Linked DNA regions of Mus musculus: region 2 is linked to region 1. A link is a contact called in public ChIA-PET data. All regions are on one chromosome and are shown on one strand. The core of a region is the stretch at or near the end of the contact, and the rest is flanking DNA. Distances in the headings are between cores, read along the strand shown. Region 1 holds the start of E430016F16Rik (RIKEN cDNA E430016F16 gene). Region 2 holds the start of Isg20 (interferon-stimulated protein).

Region 1 (2,675 bases), core at 82-2,581:
ACTGTGACTCCCAGGGTCACACGGGGCTTGGAGAGAGTTCTTCCTGAGGTTGGATCTGGAGAATATAGTAACTGTATCCCACAGAGATGGCTTCGGTCCGTTTTGCTTTTTGAGTTCTTAAGTCTGCTTTTTATAGTTTGCTGTCTCTTTCTGTGCTCTCAGGCTGTCAACTGTCACTTCCTGCAGCTGTCAGCCTGGCTTTCTCTTTCTTGAGACTCACCACTATCGGCATCTTCCCCGCCCCCAGTGCGCACACACACACACACACACACACACACACACACACACACACAGAGGGAGATTCCATTCTGATTCAGGATTACTTAGAGTCAGTGGGCTTGACTCATCCAATCTGTAAAGCAGCCACCCCCTAACCTGAGAGCAGCCCCTGATCTGGTGACATCAGCTTCACCTGGGAACTCCTTAGAGATGCCCATTCCTCCGGTCCTGTTCCAGACTTGCCTAATCAGAATCACTGGAGTGGGGTGGGAAGGGTAGAACAAGCAATCTGTATTTACCAAGCTGTCTGGTGATTTAGGTGTCTCTCAGTTGGAGAAATAGCCCATAGGAAAGGGAAATAAGGTCCGAGGGAAGGCTTACGGCGCTGCACGTGGTTCAGAGAATCAGTCTATGTTCTGTGTCCAATCTAGAGACTTCTGTGTCTTTCTGGGTTCTGGGCTGTGTTCAGTGCTATTGGACAGTTTCAGGATAGCTGAATTGTAGGAAGGTGTGATGTTGTGCATGTGTGTCAGCCTAGTACATACAGAGAATGAGTAAAGGATAGAGAGAGAAAAGCCAGGCTCTGCAGAGAGGCTTGTCTTAGCTCCTAGAATCTTCCGTGTGTGGCTTAGCCTCAGAATCCTGGTTGCAATCCACCAGCTCAGAGTCCTACCAGTCTTCAGGTAGAAGGAGGAGCTCCTGGGTTTCGCCTGTGAATAGTGTGCCTAAGGCTCAGACCAAGTGTCAGGAACACTCTGAGAGTTACCAGCTGGTGGAGACTCTGCCAGAGACTCTCCACGCGGAATTTTTCAGGCGGACAGCTGGGATATGTGTGGGAGCCTCAGAGATGCATGGATTTGGGTTTGTAAACACAGGCCTGTTAAATTTAGGGCGGGCCTCGGGCCTAGGAGAGCTCCGTAGCATCATTTGGCAACTGTTGCCCATATTGAGTGGTTTAAAAACCCTGCTTATTCCTTATATAGTAGGAGGCCTGTTTTAGCACAGCTTGTCATCAGAGGGGAGGGTCTTGGCACAGGAGTTGAACACCCACTGTGTGCCAGGTGCTCTGCATAAACCATGCCGTTTTGACTGCTGCGTATTCAGGGGCTGAGGCTTATCAGCTCTGCTTACTGAGAGCAAAGGTCTAGACCTAAGAAATCTCAGTCATGGTGTTGGATGTGCCTCAAGGATGGATGCAAGAGGACCACCTCCTGTGTAGTGGAGAAGGGCAACCGGCAGATGGCATGTAGTGGTAAGGATCCTCTGTCCATAGTGAGAACCCGATACCATCCATAGAAGCCGGGCCAAAGAACTGGCCAAACTGCCTAGTTTCCTTGTGTTACTGCTTGTCAGAAAAAGACATCTGGAGTATGATCCCACAGGATGCTCTTCAAATTCAAGGCTTTGCTGGACAAATCACTTTGGGAATTGTCATAAAGCTTTATTCTCCCCTTGGAGATTGTGAGTTACTTGTGGTAAGCAGGGTTAACCAGCCAAGCAGACAGAGATGATCACTATAAAGAGATGCTGGGAACTGGCTTTGTGGTGGTGCGGGCTGGCAGGGAAAGGTTGACGTCCCAAGGGCAGGCTGCACCTCTCTGCCTGCATCAAGGGCGATGCTGTCTGTGAGTGGGACCCTTCCACCCACCTTTGTGGGGAGACTTCCACTCTACTGTTAGGGCCTTTGGAGCCACTGAGTCCAGTCAACCCAGGTATCCTTTACTCAAAACTAGCTTATTGTAGAATTAACTACACCTATCAAATTTTCCTGGAAACACCTAGGGAAGCATTTGACATTGGCATCTAAGATTGATCACTACAATTATGGTTTAGACCTTAGATATACCCCGAAGGCTTGTTGAAGGCTTTGTGGCAGTGTTTGGAGCTAGTAGAGTCTTTAGTGTGGAGCTCTGTAGAAAGGCATCAGGTTCATAGGGTTCTGCCCATGAAAGTGTGATTGGTATCTCAGTCCCTTTCTTTTCATCTCTGCTTACTGGCTGCCACCGGTGAGCAGCCTCCTCTGCCCTGATGATTTCTGTGCCACAGGCCTGAAGCAAGTGAACTGAGCCACTGTGGACTGAAACCTCAGAATGCATGCATGCATTGAAACACTCTTGTACATTGAGTGCCTCAGGTATTTAGACACAGTGAGACAGAGATGACTGGCCAGTAGAATACCAGATGTAGCACAGAAGTCTTCTCCAAAAAGACATCTTGATTTTGGTGAATCTCTTCCCTCCTAAAGTTGCCCTGCCTGCTCTCCCATTTTACAAACCCGTAACAGAACAGCCATGTGTGCCAGAGTTCCACACAGCGCTTAGGAGATTGCTGGCCTGAGCTTCCTGGCCCTACCTCAACCCGAGACCCTGGAAGAGCTCAGACGCTAAACAATTCAGTCTTTGGTGATTCAGGGACATAGTTTGCCAACCTCAATCCCATTGGTATCTTAGCCAGCT
Region 2 (2,675 bases), core at 126-2,625, 200 kb before region 1:
GTGGGCAGTAGCAGAGCCTGGCTGCTTGCCACACAGCGGATGAGCAAGCCTGATCTATCTGGCGGCCCAGTGGGAGGATGGGCAGCCCTTAGAGTGCTCAGCTCCGTGTCCTACATGTCTGGAAGACATGGACACAAGGTTAAAGGGTAAGAACCTCGGGCCTCAGTGGCCCAGAGCACGCAGTCTGGGAACACAGTCTCCTTCAGCCCAGGAGCCTCTGGCCTCTGAGTCAGAGCCAGCTCAGCCTCAGAACCTCATTTCACAGGCTCACCAGAGCAGTGCGATGTAGAAGAGAAGGAACATCAGGTGGGACTCAATGTCCCCATCATAAGACCGGAAAGTTGGACCAGAAAGATGCCCTGAAAACAGCTGCAGATGGGAGCCTAAGATTCTCTGGTGGTGGGGAGACTAACTTAGTTGAGGGCTGTGATAGGGAGACCCAGAGTCCTTCCCTCCCTCAAATATGTGAGAAATTCCTCATGGGAGAGTCACAGACCACAGACCCTAGGAAGGAGCTGAGGTGGAAGGACAAATGTGCCTCGACTCCTGCTCCTTCTTCACTTACCTCTAGCCTGGCTTCACCAAATGGCGTGGCCCTCACCATGTGCTGAGGCGTGACCCCGCTGACTTGGGTTCTGTAGTCCGTGATCTCTCCCTCGGGTCGGATGTACTTGTCATACAGGACTGCGCCATGGATGTTCACAATGCTGCAGCGGGCGAGGCCACTCACCCTTTGAGGCCCAAGCCCCACCATCTCACAGTCCATGGCCACCACCTCTGGGATGCCTGCCATGCTCCTTGGCGACCCTCAGAAAGCCCTGGAGGATGGGGAGGTGGGGGGTGGGGGAGAGCCAGGCTGTCAGTCAAGAACCAACAGCCCTCCAGGCATCCTGGGCCACCACCCTGCCAAACTACACCCTGAGCCCTGCCCATTATCTCCAGTGCCACCTGGCAACAGAAGCTGGCCTCTTGCCAGCCTTCAGCTTCTGTGTGCTATAGGTCCCAGAGCTTGCTGGTCCTGTCTGGCTGTCCCACCTCGAAGCCCCCTCCCATTGCCTCCCAGTTTGGGCAGCTATGTGGTTGGTACCTGCTCTCACCTGTCTCAGTGCCCTGGGTTCTCTTCTGCCCCTCTGTTTCCACTTCTCGGCTACTTCAGTCACTTTGGGAAGTGACTCATCTCTAACGGGGAGCCTGCCTGTTTTAGTTTCAGTTTCTGGTTCATTATCAAGGGAAGTTGAGGAGTGGGGGCAGGCCTTGTAGCCTGGGCTGTTCCATCTCCTCAAGGCTGGCCAGGTAAGGGGGCTGGCAGGTTGAGTCAGGGCTGGTGGCCGCGTCAGGCTGTCCCTCCTCTGGCCCTGCCCTACTCCTCCCTTTCGGATGACGTGTCTGACGTGGACGGAGTGGATTGCAACATCTTTCTTTGCTTTTCTCACCCTCCACCCAGAGAATAAACATCTCCGGGATTGGAGCCTGGGGAAGGTCCCACAACTTCTGGGACCTGCTGTCAGTGTGCTACCCTGGGAGGTTTTCTGAGGACAGAGCAAGCAGTTCTTGAGATGCTGGTACCATTAACTGGGAAGGGCAGCAAGGGGTTGGGGGAGGAGGAGGGTCTAGTCCTTGGTGCCTCATTGGGCAGAGACTCTACCTGGGAGAGTTGACAAACAGCAGCAGACCTTTAGAGGGCCTCAAGCCAGGCTGTTCTTCCTCCTGGGTTCTAGTCTCCTGGGCTGGGACTTAGAATCCTTAGAGTGATACCTATTATTAGGTCCAAAAGGAAAAATTCCAAGAACCCTCCCCAGCCCCCTGAAATAAAGGGCAGGCCCACTGTCTTTGTCCAAAATGACAGTCTGGCCCGCAGCTCAAGCTGGACTATAGGGTTTCTTGTGTATAGCTCAAAGTTCTCACAAAGAGTTCCTCAGAAACCTGTCAGAACAGTTCTGTGGGTCCACATGACAGCCCATGCTAGCCTGCAGACTCCTTCACATGACACATGTTCACATGTACCTGTTCTGCACTGGCCTTCTGACCCCTCTCACCTCCCTGACTCCTCCGCTCTGCTAGCTCCCAGGCCCTTCCACCTCAGCCCCGTCCGTTTTCCTTAAAACCAGCAATATCCCCACTCTACCCCCTGCCGCTCTTACTATTCTCTTCTCTAGCTCCCCACTCCTATTTTCTCTGCTCCTGAGAGATGGTCCTGTCCATGGGCAGGCAGTCTGCTGCTTTTCCTCTCTGCTCTGGACTCTTCTGGATGCCCCTGGCTGGTCTCTCATAGCGACAAGAAAACTCCTCCCCTGAATCATGGAGCCCCTGTTGCTTATTCCTAACACGCAGGGAACGTTCAGTATTCTAATAAACAAACTGAGGTATGCGCGGATCAGAAACAGACTCAGCTTTCTAAGAGGGGAGCGCTTGCAGAACACACCAGAGAGAGAGAGGCCAAAGGAAGAATATATATGGATCTGCATTCGCTTTGCCACTCGGGGAGATAAAACACAGAGGCGCTAGGCTATGTTCCTTTCTCTCCGCTGGGGTGCGGGGCTTGTGGGTCATACCGCTCAGGGGAGAGGAAATGAAACCTAAGATAGGGGCCCCAGTTCATTGTCACTGGGTCGGAAACTGTGGTTCTCAAACTCCTGGGCATGGAAACCCCAAGAGTTGAAGGGATGAGGGTGGGG

Evidence for each region. ChIA-PET counts read pairs in DNA pulled down with a chosen protein or histone mark.
Region 2: a contact with region 1 is called in an RNA polymerase II ChIA-PET map of memory CD8 T cells, with 58 read pairs. The contact joins the promoter of Isg20 here to the promoter of E430016F16Rik in region 1. A contact is called at or near these places in 6 of 39 promoter capture datasets (the C10 cell line, hematopoietic stem and progenitor cells, hippocampal neurons and 2 more), 2 of 484 Hi-C or Micro-C datasets (CD4 T cells and Th1 cells), 3 of 115 datasets of contacts at active chromatin or transcription factors (CD8 T cells, effector CD8 T cells and memory CD8 T cells) and 1 of 9 other capture datasets (liver).

What each region holds. Positions count from the first base shown.
Region 1 is chr7:78,716,876-78,719,550 of GRCm38.p6, reverse strand. E430016F16Rik (RIKEN cDNA E430016F16 gene) reads left to right here and starts at 1,331. Exons shown (of 11, transcript NR_015542.2): 1 at 1,331-1,471.
Region 2 is chr7:78,912,465-78,915,139 of GRCm38.p6, reverse strand. Isg20 (interferon-stimulated protein) reads right to left here and starts at 1,375. Exons shown (of 4, transcript NM_020583.5): 1 at 1,098-1,375; 2 at 566-818. The coding sequence starts at 793.